2 separate regions of the Mus musculus genome follow, and region 2 is linked to region 1. The links are chromatin contacts, called in public HiChIP or PLAC-seq maps. All regions are on one chromosome and are shown on one strand. The core of a region is the stretch at or near the end of the contact, and the rest is flanking DNA. Distances in the headings are between cores, read along the strand shown. Region 1 overlaps Kcnn3 (potassium intermediate/small conductance calcium-activated channel, subfamily N, member 3). Region 2 has its middle 41 kb from the start of Adar.

Evidence for each region. HiChIP or PLAC-seq counts read pairs in DNA pulled down with a chosen protein or histone mark.
Region 2: a contact with region 1 is called in an H3K4me3 HiChIP or PLAC-seq map of forebrain, with 4 times the contacts expected there. The contact joins two enhancer-like sites. A contact is called at or near these places in 2 of 39 promoter capture datasets (embryonic stem cells and pre-B cells), 1 of 15 datasets of contacts at CTCF or cohesin (CD8 T cells), 7 of 484 Hi-C or Micro-C datasets (the 3T3-L1 cell line, ECoMG myeloid progenitors, bone marrow-derived macrophages and 4 more), 10 of 115 datasets of contacts at active chromatin or transcription factors (T-cell acute lymphoblastic leukemia, embryonic basal ganglia, embryonic forebrain and 5 more) and 1 of 9 other capture datasets (embryonic stem cells).

What each region holds. Positions count from the first base shown.
Region 1 is chr3:89,543,040-89,550,215 of GRCm38.p6, reverse strand. All of the region lies in intron 1 of Kcnn3 (potassium intermediate/small conductance calcium-activated channel, subfamily N, member 3), which reads right to left. Among named protein-coding and RNA genes, the nearest start is that of Kcnn3, 26 kb to the right of the region's middle. Within about 2 kb of position 2,750, at least 16 of the 459 cell types and tissues checked have an H3K27ac peak or open chromatin away from gene starts, as enhancers often do. A contact at or near this core is called in forebrain, where this site is marked.
Region 2 is chr3:89,686,377-89,693,552 of GRCm38.p6, reverse strand. No RefSeq gene overlaps it. Among named protein-coding and RNA genes, the nearest start is that of Adar, 41 kb to the left of the region's middle. Within about 2 kb of position 4,677, at least 62 of the 459 cell types and tissues checked have an H3K27ac peak or open chromatin away from gene starts, as enhancers often do. A contact at or near this core is called in forebrain, where this site is marked.

The DNA of each region.
Region 1 (7,176 bases), core at 1,501-4,000:
CAGAGGTAAGAGGGAGGGGGACTCATCTGTCCTTCTGTCCCCTTGCCTTACATAAGACTTAGCACATGCACAATAAATGCTAGATGGAGAATGAATGAATTCCCAAGGAGAGAGGAGTAGACCATTACTCTACCACTTAGGCCATCTTTCAGGTAGTGACACTTAGGAATTTAAAGCCTGAGTCACCTTAATTTCCCCATCGCACTGATTAAACAGATACTTATTTGTTTAACATGCATTATTTAAGCTTTTAACTCTAACAGCTGTGATCAAAGACCAAGGAAAACAGAGAGCCTTGCCAAGCCCTCCCGAGGCTCCTTGCCCCGGAGGGACACTTAGATGGGATAGGGAGCACGGGGCCAATGAGCCTTTCAAAAGTTATTCCCTGGGCAGGAAGAGCCGACCCTGGAGTTCCCAGACAACCAGTGTAGATAACAACAGCTGAGTTTTAAAACCCAAGGCAGCAAAGGAAAAAGACAGTGCAGGCCAAATGCACTGTCATTTCTCCACAAAGACGTCACTGACTACCAAGCAGCTGTCTCTTGTCACTTTCAGACCAGGTGGAGTGTTGTAAGCAGGAGAAGTGGTTACTTCACTGAAGCAACCCAGCTGGGCCCAGGCTGGGAAGGTGGGAGCCCAGTGTGCTGGGGTCAGAGGGAGGAAGCCAATGGTCCGCAGAGTCAGGAGAGTACATTCCTCCTAGAGGAGCCATCCCTCTGGCTCCAGCCACTGCCAGCTGCTGGTTATGGTAAAGCCAGGAGACAGAGTCAGATGGCAAGGGGTGGAGACAAATACAAAACAAAGAGATGCCACCAAAGAGGGAGAGGCCGGGAATCCTAGGGCAGGGCCAGGCCTCGGACTCCTCACATGCCGGGACACTGAGGCCTGGGTCACAGTCATCTCGCTGCAGAATCCAGATCTAGAAACAGGACCTAGTGGCTAGATCTTAGATCTGCACCCCGGGGCTCCTTCTGTTGCACCATGCAAGTTCTTTGCACATTGCATGATACAAGCTGCACACCACACATACACACACACACACACACACACACACACATTCTTGAGACTTTGGCCACTTCCCCAGAGTCTGGGACAGGGATAGGTACTGCAGGGTGCAAGCCCTGCCTACGTCTACAGCCCCAGAGCTCACACTCACATCATGGGATCTGACAATCAGAAACCCCCAACATACATCACACACTTACACACACACACACACACACACACACAGTGTGTTATCTTCGGGTCTCTCTACTTCCTCCAGAAACCCAGCATTTTGCCTGAGATATGAGGGGGGAAAATAAGAAGGAAGTGAACCCAGACTTCTTTGCCTTCAGGATGCTGCTTCATCTACAGAAAGGCCAGACTGCTGTGGACATGCTGTAATTTTCTCTCTGCCCTCCCTACATGGGAGACAAGTGGGGTTTCAGGTACAACTGAACTGTGTGAGGAGTCACAGGGAAATAGTGGTGGAAATCCAAGTGGCCGGAAGATCAGCTCCTACTGGTGCTGACACGGGTCATCAAGTGGTGATGGCCAAGAAGTCAGGCTAGTGACTGAGCTTGCTTATCCATGAAATGAGCCCATAAACGCATGACCATGACCATAGAGTCAACTGCAATTAACAGCCTTTAGGAAGCAGAGCACAATGGCCCCTGCCCCTGCCCAAGAGACACATTGACTCACAGGCACACTGAATGACCAGGACCCTCTAAGGGTTTCCACTGAGGTGATGGTTTTATAGATCATTGCCTTCCAAAATGGCTTTCCCTACATTAAACACAAACAGGATGCTATTCCTGCACCACACACCCTGTCCACCAACAGCTGGCAAGCAAGATGATACCCATGCAGCAGAATCATAGCCGAGGCTAGACCCGGGGATACAAATGACAGCATCATGTACAAATGACAGCTTACACAGAGTGTGCCATCACACTCAGGTAACCAAGCCTAGGCACGGAGTGTCTCCACATCAAGAAGATCACCCAGCTCAAACCACAGCCCAGCTCATGTTTGGCAAAGCCAAGGACCCCCTCCCATTGCCTAGGAAAGCAGATCTCAGCCACCCACCAGAGCACCCTGGGGGCTTTGACCATGGGTGGAAGTGGGTTTGAATGATAGAGCACAGAGACAAACACAGACTGGACAAGGTGCTGCGGAGCCACATACTGCGAGCCACGTGAGCCACATACCAGTACTGTTTCTCAGAGCTGCACCACTCCATCAGCTCTTTGCCAGGAGCAAAGCAGCAAGCAGGCCTGCAAGGTAGAACAGGGTAGATCTCTGGGCTTGGATGGGGTAGGGGATTGGGGGTCAGGGATTTCAAAGACTGGGACTAAGAGCCCACCAGGAAAGGCACTTGCTAGAAACGGTGCTTAGTCCATTTAGTTTGTCTATTTGCCACTTGCAATTTATCTAGTATTTCCTGAAAGGTCACTGGGTGGTGATTTCAATATTGTAAAATTTGAAGAGGTGCTCCAGAAGAAATGTACAAATTTCACAGGTTTATGCTGGCTTAAATGTGATCTATTTTATTAAAAGAATCTATTCTGGGTGTACTTTGGATAGGATTTGGCAACTGATTGGTTAGAGATCCAAAAGGCCTATGCTATTAAAAGATTCACTGTGGGGTTTGGGGGCTGGTAAAAAGAAGTAGAAATCAAAGGCGTCTGCAAAGGTGTGGTTGGTAGACAGAGCAAAAAGCATTTGAGATCATAGAATGCTTAGTCATCGTGCAGTCCCCCCAGGCAGGGGGCTGGGAGAAATGGCACTGACTGAAGCGAGGGCAGCTTGCCACAGCGCTTCCCACCTGGCGCACCTGCACAGGTTCGCCCCCCCCCCCCCCTCACTCTCCCCTCACGGCTCCTCATTAGCTAAACCCAATCTTTGTCACTGCGAGGAAAATAAACGGGGAAATTGCCTGAGGAAAGAGGGGCCTTGTTGTGTGGACCAGAAGATTCCACGTTTTCCCTCAGCCCCCATCAGATCCTCCCAGCAGCAGAGCCATTTTCTTCCTGTCAGCCCATTGATGCACAACTTCCTGTCAGGACAGCAGAGGAGTCTGGGGAAATGTGTCTTCCTTCACAGCCTCAGCTGGTGCCAGGCAACAGCGGAGAGCATTTCAAAGATACAGCAAGCATCCTGAGCTTCTGATTCCATTAGCCATCCTGGGGACTCAAAAGCACCAGGAGGAGACTCAGGAGAGACCTGACATCTTATCTTTGGGTCCAGCACACCCCAGCTCCCGTCTGGGCACCCAACCTAATCATAACCATGATGGCTATGAGGAAGGCTAAAACTGGCTCTAAAGTGACAGAAATAGTGTTAGAAATGAGGGAACAACTCTTCTAGGGAAAGCCTAGCCACTGAGGACAAACTCTTAGTGGAATAAAGTCGAAACCCTCCCTCCCTTCCCCCCTCTCCTATCAGAGCCCACATTAAATGCAATGAGGAAAATCCTAATTACCACCATTTATTGAGTTCTCCCCAGGAACCTGCATCATCTTCTTTAATCCCCCAAAACCCACAGAGTGGTTCCCAAACTTTGCAGCACATTAGAATAACCCATGGAGCTTGGGAAATTCCCTGGTACCCAGGCTTGTAGTCCTGACCAATGAGGTCAGAAGGTAGGTAGCTGGGACAGGACAGGCGTGGGGTGCTGTTGTTGTCGTTTCTTTTCTTTACATCAGTTTAAAAAAAAAGATCCCAAGGTAATTCCAAAATATAACAGGGGTTGGACAAGATAGCAAACAACTTTAACCCCAGTACTTGGCAGGCAGAGGCAGGAGGATCTCTGTGAGTTCAAGGCCAGCCTGGTCTACATAGAGTTTGAAGCCACCCAAGGCTGTAAAGACCCTGTCTCAGAAAAAATGTAGCAGGGCTGGTGTACCCCCCAAAGAATGTGTTACTATCCCCTATTTCATTCATGAGAAAATTAACAGGCGAATTTGCCCACCTAAAGTCCCACAGTCTATAAACAGCCATCACTTTCAGCCAGCCTCTCAGATCTGCATGCCAGGTGCTCCTCCCTACTGCCCACCGCCGACATTAACCAGAGCCCCTCCAGGGTCAGAAGCCTGGGCACCGAGAGGGAGCACAAGGGTCCGTGCAGGGCTGGGAGAACAAACTGTGTGAGTGTGCACAGCCCCACCTGACAGATGTAGGATCAGTAGACTCTGCTCCATCCGCTGGCGATACCGTGTGAGAGCACTCCAGAACAAAGTCCCGCCTAACCCAAGAGGATGAAGAGGTGTTTATATATATAATATATATATAATATATATATTATATATATACACATTATATTATATATATACACATTTATATATTATATATTATATATTATATATTATATATTATATATTATATATTATATATTATATATTATATATTATATATTATATATTATATATTATTTATTATATATTATATATTATATATTATATATTATATATTATATATTATATATTATATATTATTATTATATATTATATATTATATATTATATATTATATATTATATATTATATATTATATATTATATATTATATATTATATATTATATATTATATATTATATATTATATATTATATATTATATATTATATATTATATATTATATATTATATATTATATATTATATATTATATATTATATATTATATATTATATATTATATATTATATATTATATATTATATATTATATATATACAAGAGCATTCATGTTCCCAGGAGGCAATGTTGCAAACCCAAAGTGGAGCAAGTGAGGAGAGGCTCCTGTGACCTGTGAGCCAGAACCCCTATGATTATCACTCCATTGGCTACCGAACATAAAGACAGTCACTTTCCCCTCTCGGCCTCAGATTCCCCTTGGGCCTTGTCTATGAGACTCTGTCTGGCGCCATCTTCCACTGTGCTTCTGGGGTCCGTCCTCGGGTGTGAGGGTATGGAAAGAGCTGTAACCTCATTCCAGACAGAAAGGGTCCACAAACTGTTCGGATGCCCCCAACCCCAGGCAGGAGATGCCAGTGCACCAGCTGAACAAACAGGCCAATGGGAGAAGCCACACTTTGCACCTGCCCCAGCCACGGCCCTGTGAACAGGACAGGAGCCAATATACCAGGTCTACCTCTCCTGGCAGCACCCCAATATCTGGGCAGAAAGGGTCTGTCAATCTCTGGAATTACCCTGCTCAGTGTCCCTACCCACCTTCCCTCACCCTCTGGTGCCAGCCCACATCACCCCCACCCAGGAACTGCCGCCAAAGACCAGGTCAACTCAGACTCCCTGACATGCCTCATTCAGGGCCTTCTCTACTGTCCTTCATATTCCTGACTCTTGTGACTCCAGTTCTAGTCCCTTTCCTTACTTCTATCACACTGCCTGGACCCTCTGTTCACACCCCCAGCACCAGAGGTCCAGGTCAAACTCCAGTCTCAAGAGAAGAGGCCGTGGAGGGGGAGGGTCACAAGATCTCCCTTAGATCTCCACAAGATCTCCTGGGTGCTCCCTGGCTATGAGACCAAGCCTTATCATACTCTGCTATGAAATGGGGACAATAAACCCAGTGACTTTATGAAATACCAGGACTCTCAGTAGGAATTCAGCCAAGGAAAGCTGGAAGTTCTTGTTTATCTTCAGGGTCTCAGAGCCTTGCATGGGCCCTAATACTGGGAACTTTGAGCAGGTATGACCACACCAAGCTCTAGACTGTTTGCAGACTTAGCCCCCTGTCCACCCTCTGCCAGAGGGGGGCAGGGCTCTTGTGTCTATCAACTGCACAGAACACCCACTGTACCATCCAGAGAAGCCAGCTAGCCAGCTGCTTGCCACATCTGTCTGACCTACACAGATGGTTCCCAGCACCCCTTAAACCTGAACCCTCCAAATCTAGGCTTCCAGGGAGTATCCATTGGGTTTCTGACCTCAAATACCCTTGGTCTCAGTTTCAGTTCTTGTCAAACTCAGGGGAAGGGTGGGTGTTAGTGTTGGGGCTCAGTTTGCCTAGCATGCAGAAGACCCTGGGTTTGAGTCCCAGCCCCTGGGAGTATAGGACAGAGGAGGGCTAAAAGGGGTTTCGGGAAGTAGGGTGGAGAAACAGAACTTTGAAACCCCTTATAGCCAGAGCACAAAAACCTTTCAAAGCAGCTGTCAGATATGTCCAGGGAGAATGTAGATGGATCAGGAGGTACGCTCCCCTAAAATACCTCCCCTCCTCTGCTTCACAGAGCCCAAGAAAAAGTTACCCAATGACAAGACTCACATACAATTCAAGATGTCACTTAACAAAGTCCAGCGCCTCAGCAGGACAGATATAGGACACGCAATGACCCGAGGAAGCTCTTGGGGAAAGCTGTCTGTCCCCAGAGGGACTGTGAGAGTTAATGAAGCCTCACTGCTCAAGGAGCAAGGGTGAGGGCCCCTGCGCCTGCCTGGGTGAAGGATGGACACAGAAGCACAGGCAGCTAGCCAGCAGGGAAAGACACACAGTAACCTCAAGGCTGAGTAGGAGCATGGGAAGGGGGAAACGCACCCTGTGGGGTGACTGGGGAACCCTAATATACACAGATCTGGACAAGTACCCTCACTCCTTCCCTTTCCCCTTTACAGCCCTCCTTCAGCCCATCTATTATGCAAATTAAGTAACTACACCCACATTTGCATAATGTATGCATTGTTAATACATGATCCTGTCAGGCTTTCAGACTTTATAAAGCAATTTTGCTACCTTTAATGGAGAATCAGAGACAAAGTTCTAGAGAGAGCTATCTGGCCTTCTCTCATTACACACAGAAACAGTGTTTAAATCTTCATTTGGGGAATCGTTGACAGAAATTACGTGACTACCAACCAGAAAAATAAGCAAACACTTCTTTGACACTTTAGTCAAGAACGTATCATGGTCCCAGATGCCTGGCACAGGCCTGGTCAAAGGTCATGCCAATCAACTGTCTTACACATTGTTCTGTGGTTCCTCCAGCAAGCAGAAAGAAAGCCTTCACTACAGCTATGAAGTCACTTTGGGCTCCTGAGTGAGTCCAAAACAATGACACCCGCATTCCGTGTCTTCGCTTGAATAAAATGTCTAATTCCGTTATCTTACTCAATACCCGATAACCTTATCACTCCTACTTTAAGGCTAAGGAAACTGGGATGCAAAGACATATGAGTTATTC
Region 2 (7,176 bases), core at 3,428-5,927, 140 kb before region 1:
TTTTTAAAGACAGAGTTTTGCAATGTAGCCCTGGCTAGCTGCAAATTTATGTCAATCCCCCGGCAGTCTCTCAAGTGCTAGGATTACAAGCACGTCTGGTCTATAGCAGATATTTTGCACAATCCTAATCCCCTGATGGCTGCATCGAAAACCCAACCTAGGCCAGACTTTCATGACCTTGTTCATGTCCCACCTTGAGCCAGGACTGCAGCTATAAAACCAAGGCTTTCAAAGTGGCAGTCTTCCTTCCCATCCCCTAGGGCAATGCTGATTCCAAAGAGAGCCTTGCACAAGAGAGGTTTCTGTCTCTGGGATGCTCTATTCCTTTAGTAATCATCTCTGATCCACAGAGTTGTTGATACGCTCCACTTGACCTTCTTTATAGAACACAGGAGTTCTTGGACTGGAGAAATGGCTTAATGGCTACAAGCACTGGCTGTTCTTGCAGAGGACCCAGGTTTGGTTCCCAGAATCTACATGGTGGCTCACAACCACCTATAATTCCAGGTCCAGAGGATCACACACCCTCCTGTGGATGCAGATGTAAGAGCAAATAGGACATACATGTTTTGATAGCATGCTCTGAGGTGCCTGGACTCACAGGCCATCCCATCTCCACCAAGACCCCAGCCTGGGACACCAGACATCTTATCTCTAGGATGTGTCCCGAGGAGGGAGCAGGTACTTGCTGTTCACTTGTTCACTGTCAAGCTGTATCATATCTTCCTTGGGAAGCCACCTATGCCACGTGCCTTTGCCTTCACGGGGAACTCAAGGCTCTATGATCTGTGTGCTATGTGCCAGACCTATTGGGGCGGAGGGGGGAGGGGGGAAGCACCTTGCACAAGGCATCTTTGTGTCAGCCTCTCTAATATATATATATATATATATATATATATATATATATATATATATATATTTTTTTTTTTTTTTTTTTTTTTTTTTGGTTTTTCGAGACAGGGTTTCTCTGTGTAGCCCTGGCTGTCCTGGAATTCACTTTGTAGACCAGGCTGGCCTCAGAAATCCACCTGCCTCTGCCTCCCAAGTGCTGGGATTAAAGGCATGCACCACCACCGCCCGGCGCCTCTCTAAAATCTTGTGAGTGAGTGTTGTCCAATTACCTCTTGGGTGGGAATTCTGAGGCTAAAAGTGCCACCACACTAGGAGCGGCTAGCATCTCCCAGGAGCCAGTGGCCCTGCACAGCCATACCATACTAGAAAACACACACCCTCAGCATGTTCTGGAAGATAACTTTCCAGGTTACAAGGGCACTGTGGCCTAAACATCATGACTTGGTCTTCTTGTGTGAGACACCTGGGATAATAACCAGCTTTTCTTTGCTCACACAGGGGCAAGAGCCAAAGATGATGGTGACTTAATATACTGCGGTGGCCCAAGTTTCTTCAGAAGTGCTCCTGATGCAGGCGGGATGGAGTTTTGTCAGCCCCTCATCTGCTACTTGTTTCCTGTGTTCTTCTGTGGTCGTTACCTAGCACCTGACTCACAGTCTCTCCAACTGGGCCCTGCTCAAGGTCTTGAGCTAGACATGAAACATGAGCCCTCAGTCATCTGGTCCTTTCTCCCGGATTTCACTAGGATTGGAGACTCCTCCCACACAGACTGAGTGTCTGAGAAATGCGAATAAGTTCCTCCTTTCCCGCTCCACTTACCACCTGCAGCTTGAGTGTGCGTCTCCATTACAGTAAAGCAGGTAGCCGAATTTCCGGGCTCCCAAGCTTCCATTTTTGGTGCCAAGCAAATAAAATGCAAGTGATTCTGTTACCCTGAGTAGCTGATGCAAAGAAGCCCCTATGGTTAGGGTTGCCCAGCTGGAGGCTTTGGCATCCCAGTCAAAGCAGGCATCAGTAATGGTCATCAAGCAGAGGTGCCTATCCATGGTCAGGATATCCTGTTTGCTGGGATCCCCCATGGTCACCAGAGAGTGAAAGAAAAGTAGTTTCTGCCAGTTTGACTAGGAGAGAAGGTCTAAAGGAAGCCTTCATGCCCTGTGAGAGACCTATCTTATGGGTTGGCCAGGCAGCACGGGACAGTAGGCTCTGCCTCTCCAACACACACACACCCGTGGACATGGACGTCCTTGTGAGACTCCTGAGAAGTCTTCACTCATCATTGATGTGCACTACTCCCCTCTCCTCCCCTTTCTCCCTCCTCTTTCACATCCCTCCTCCCATCCTAGTTTCTGGCTTTGTGGCTAGTTTCAGGCTGCTCTAACGCTTGTGATCATCTGCTCTCAGCTCCCTAAGAGTTGGAGTACATGTATGTCCCACCAAACAACACTTTATTGTCCTTTTCTTTAAAAAAAATGTAGTGTGTGTGTGTGTGTGTGTGTGTGTGTGTGTGTGTGAGAGAGAGAGAGAGAGAGAGAGAGAGAGAGAGAGAAAGAAAGAGAGATAGGTGTGTGGTGTGTGGTGTGTGTGTGTGGTGTGTGTATGTGTGTGTGCTTATGCCATATTCTAATCTTTCTCCCTCATGATAGAGTGCTTGTTTATCACACATAAAGTCTTAGGTTTTATCTCCAACACTGTATAATCTGGGTGTGGTGGCACTCACCTATACTTACCACTCTGAAAATGAAAGCAAGAAAGTCAACATTCAGGGGCAGGCCCAAAAGATGGCTCAGTGGTTAAAGGGACTTGCCACCAAGGTTGATGATCTGAGTTCAGTCCCCAAGACCCACAGGAGAGAACGGGTTCTTACCACATGTGCAAGCACACACACCACTCACAAAAGTTCTGATGGTTTGAATGAGAATGGCCTCTATAGGCTTATACATTGAATATGTAGTTCTCGATTGAAACTGTTTGGGAAGGATTAGGGGGTGTGGCCTTATTAAAGGAAGTGTATCCCTGGAAGTTGACTTTAAGGTTCCCAGTACTCTTGTGGATCAAGATGTGAGTTCTCAGTTGCTCCTTGTTTTGCCCTCAGGGACTTTAACTTCCTTCCTTCCTTCCTTCCTTCCTTCCTTCCTTCCTTCCTCCCTCCCTCCCTCCCTCCCTCCCTCCCTCTCTCTCTCTCTCTCTCTCTCTTTCTTTCTTTCTTTTTTTGAGACAGGGTTTCTCTGTATAGCACTGGCTGTCCTGGAACTCACTCTGTAGACCAGGCTGGCCTCGAACTCAGAAATCCACCTGCCTCTGCCTCCCAAGTGCTGGGATTACAGGCGTGCGTCACCACTGCCTGGCTGGACTTTAACTTTCTGAGGCTGCAAGCCAAATTAAAAGGTTTCTTAATAGGTTGCCTTGGTCTTTGTGTGTTATCACAGCAAGAGAAAAGTAACTAAGACACATGTAAAGTTCATACATTGGAAACAGCAGCAGGCGTGGCCACCATGCCCAGTTATGTGTTTGTGTGTGTGCGCTGTGTGTGTGTTGAATAGATAAATGTCACATGTATAGACAGGTGTACTCACATGTAATGCCCAGAAGTTGACATCTGGATAATTTCTCCAAACACTTCTGGGCCTCTATTTATCAATTTGGGGGCAGTCTCTCACTGAACTTTGCCATTTTGGATAGAATGGCCATCAAACCCCCAGGATCTGCCTGTTTCTAACTCCCAAATCTACATCACAGGCAGCATAACCAGACCTGGCTTTTATTTGGATGCTGGAGATTTGAACTCAGGCTTGTGCAATAAACATTTTACCCATTGAGCCAACTCCTTGACTCCTGGCTTAAAATATCCTATTCTTCATCAAGATTTCTATTTTATCTGCATCTATTTAGGTTCATATTTCTTATTTTATTCAGTGAGTTTTATTATGTTACTGTATTATTTGTTTTGATGTTTTAATTGAAGATTTGTCCCTGAGAAAGCCTCCACACTAGCCTCCCTCTTCACACACACACACACACACACACACACACACACACACACACACACCTTCAGTTCTACAAAGGGACACTTTATTCTACAAGCTAGAAGTATTCCCTATATCTTTCTGACGTGCTCCAATTATTAACCAATGTCTAAAAACCTTTATGAAAGGCTGAATTAGCTGTATATAGAATTTGGCTAATTGCATTTGCTCAGAGTGGTATTTTCTGTTAAAGCGAAGTATCCTGAGAGAATGTTAAATCACAAGGCAGGAGAGGATATAAATGAAAATGCTGATTTATCAATGGGAGCTCTTGGAGTGTCTGGTCTATCAGGAGAAATGAAGCCATCCCATGTTTTCCCCTCTAGGAGATTATAATTAGAAGCTGAGCCTTTGCACAGCATTTTAAAGTTACTCTTAATTTTCAGCTTCTCATTAAAATGTATATTTGTTGTCTGGGAAGACTTATTAATAGTTCTGCAAACTCTCTGCTGCTTGTTAGGAACAGATTGTATATGTAAATAGGCTTTTCAGGCGCTTGAGAGCAAACACCTCCCTCGTCGGGGCTGTACACTTGGAGAATACTAACCAGGGGGCATTGTGCAGCGCCGGTCCCTCCGGGGGCATCGTGCAGCGCCCGTTCCTCCGGAGGCATCGAGCAGCGCCGGTCCCTCCGGGGGCATCGTGCAGCACCCGTTCCTCCAGTTCTTTGCCAGCACCTTGAGGGCGGCTCCTTCAGCAGCATCACCTCTAAATCTGCCTGAAGCCATCAGGGACGACTGCTCCTAGAAACCCAGGAAATGCTGGCTTGGGTGGAGCCCGTGGTCCCGCAGGCACTTCCCTTCTGTCCACCGGATGGCAGCATTGAGTCAGGGCTGCAGCCTGGCAAGGACTGGCTCTGGGAAGATAGAAAGACCAGGTTTCTTCCTGAGAGAACCAGGTTCCTGTGTTCTCCTAGGCAAGCCTCTAAAACCACATAGAGTGAGGTTTGCCCACCCCACCTTCGCTGCGCCGGGTAAACAATGACAGCATTGTGGTGTATTCGGTGTCGATTTCCTTGAGAATCCGAGGATACATCTCAGATAGGCTTTCAAGGTTCAGACTTAGAAGGTGCAATTGGGCAAGCAGGCTGAATTCCCTAGCTCAGTTCATGTAGAAGCCATTGAATGTAAAGGATTAATGGCGTTATTTAATGAGAGGCTAGGGGTACTTCTCAGGAAGAGAATGCCTGCCAAGCATTGCAAAAGCAAGACATACCCTACAAACACTCAGGAGAATAGAAGAAAAAACTGTTGGGTGTCTGTCTGCTTTGCCTTTACCCTAAGCCTAACCGTGAGCTAGCATCAGAACTTCATGGAAGGACTCCTTAAAGCACAGATTGCTGGCTCCATCCCCAAAGCTCTTCACTCAGTAGACTTAGGCTAGGGTCAGCTTATTAGCATTTTAACAAGTTTTCTGGTGATGTTGATGCAGCTGGACCAGGGAATTGGTCCATTTAATCACATTTAATCCTCAGCAGCCCTTTGATATAAGCATTGTCCTTTTGCAGATAAGAAGCAAAAATACTTGAGGCTAGGGATGTAGTCTAATGGAAGAGCTAGACAAATTCCCTTCACAGGCTAAAATATGTGCCTTGTTGGTCTGACTCCCAAAACCTCCCTCCGTGTACTGCACATGTACTTTGGCGGTTCCTCTGAGTGCCATGGTTTCCAAACACATAAACATGGGACAGATATCGGTTCTGACAGTTGGAGACTTTAAGAGTTTAGCACTTTATCTTTGGAGTCGCTCAGGGTGAAAGCTACGAAGGTGCCGAGCAGGCGTGGCAGACTTGCTTCTGTGTGCAGGATGCAGCTGTTTGCGCTGTCTACTGAAATGTCTTTGGAAATGAAGTGTTGATACTGTTCAGTATTTCGGCCCCCAAACCCTAACCGTGGATCTGGAAGACGGTGTGAAAATGAGGCAGAAGGAAGAAACTACAGAATCTGTGAGCTTACCCATGGAGGGGACACAGTTTGCCTGTGGAAATGAGCAACTAAAATTGGGTGGCCTTTCCCTAGCGGGGATTTGACATAATAATGACTCTTCCACAGAGCCCTGTGTCATCTGGGCTGGACTGAGCAGAGGCTCAGTGTTTGCTCTCCAGGTGACTGATGCTTTCTTCCATCAATTCCCCAACTCTAGATCCACAATCAAACCTGAGCTCTCAGAGGCAATATTTGGAAATAGTATTTGTGAAGACAGGGTGGGGGTGGGAAAAAGACATGGAAAATAGAATGGAGGGGGAGGTGGAAAGAGGGATGGAGGGAAGGAGGGAGGGAGGGATGAATGGAGGGAGGGAGAGAAAGAGGGAGGAAGGGAGGGAAGGCAGGCAAAGGCAACTTTTAAAAGGGCTTATTTTGGCTCTGAATTCCAAGAGGACACAGTCCATGGTGACAGCAAAGTGTGGCAAAAGGAGCATCAGGAAACGGCCACAGTGCATCTATAGTCAGAAAGTGTGAACCAGGAAGAGCCATGGATCCTGGTTTGAGCAGGTAACAGCACAGTACATCTTGATGGGGGGTGGGGGGAGGGGCGAGGGCCAGGATGCAGGGACGCCTGTTCATCCCATGGTAAACTTGTTCTTCCTTGCTTAGGGTGAGCGTGCTCATCTCACTTTCTCCTTCTTTGGGACCCTACCCAGGAGATGACGACATCCACATTGAAGGCGAGACTTTCCACCTCAACGAACCAGAATCTAAACATTCCCTCACAGACATGTCCAGAGATCAGTTTTCATGGTGATCCTAAATCCTACCAAGTTGATGACAAGACTGGCATCACAGTGTCCAAACACCTGGAAGAGAGAAGTGTCTACCCGGCAGGGATTGAGAATAAAGCATATGGCCGGGTGTGGTGGCGCATGCCTTTAATCCCAGCACTCGGGAGGCAGAGGCAAGCGGATTTCTGAGTTCGAGGGCAGCTTGGTCTACAAAGTGAGTTCCAGGATAGCCAGGGCTATACAGAGAAACCCTGTCTCGAAAAACCAAGAGAGAGAGAGAGAGAGAGAGAGAGAGAGAGAGAGAGAGAGAGAGAGAAGGGGAGGGGAGGGGAGGGGAGGGGAGGGGAGGGGAGGGGAGGGGAGGGGAGGGGAGGGGAGGGGAGGGGAGGGGAGAGGAGAGGAGAGGAGAGGAGAGGAGAGGAGAGAAGAGAAGAGAAGAGAAAAGAGAGAGAATAAGGCGAATAAGGCGTGTGGAGATTGTGCTCCGCTCTGCTCCAGGGAGCCTGGACCTGAAGGGCACCACTTAGCCCCGCCCACTCCCACCCTCCATCACCTCCCCCTCCAGCTCCAGCTCATTGG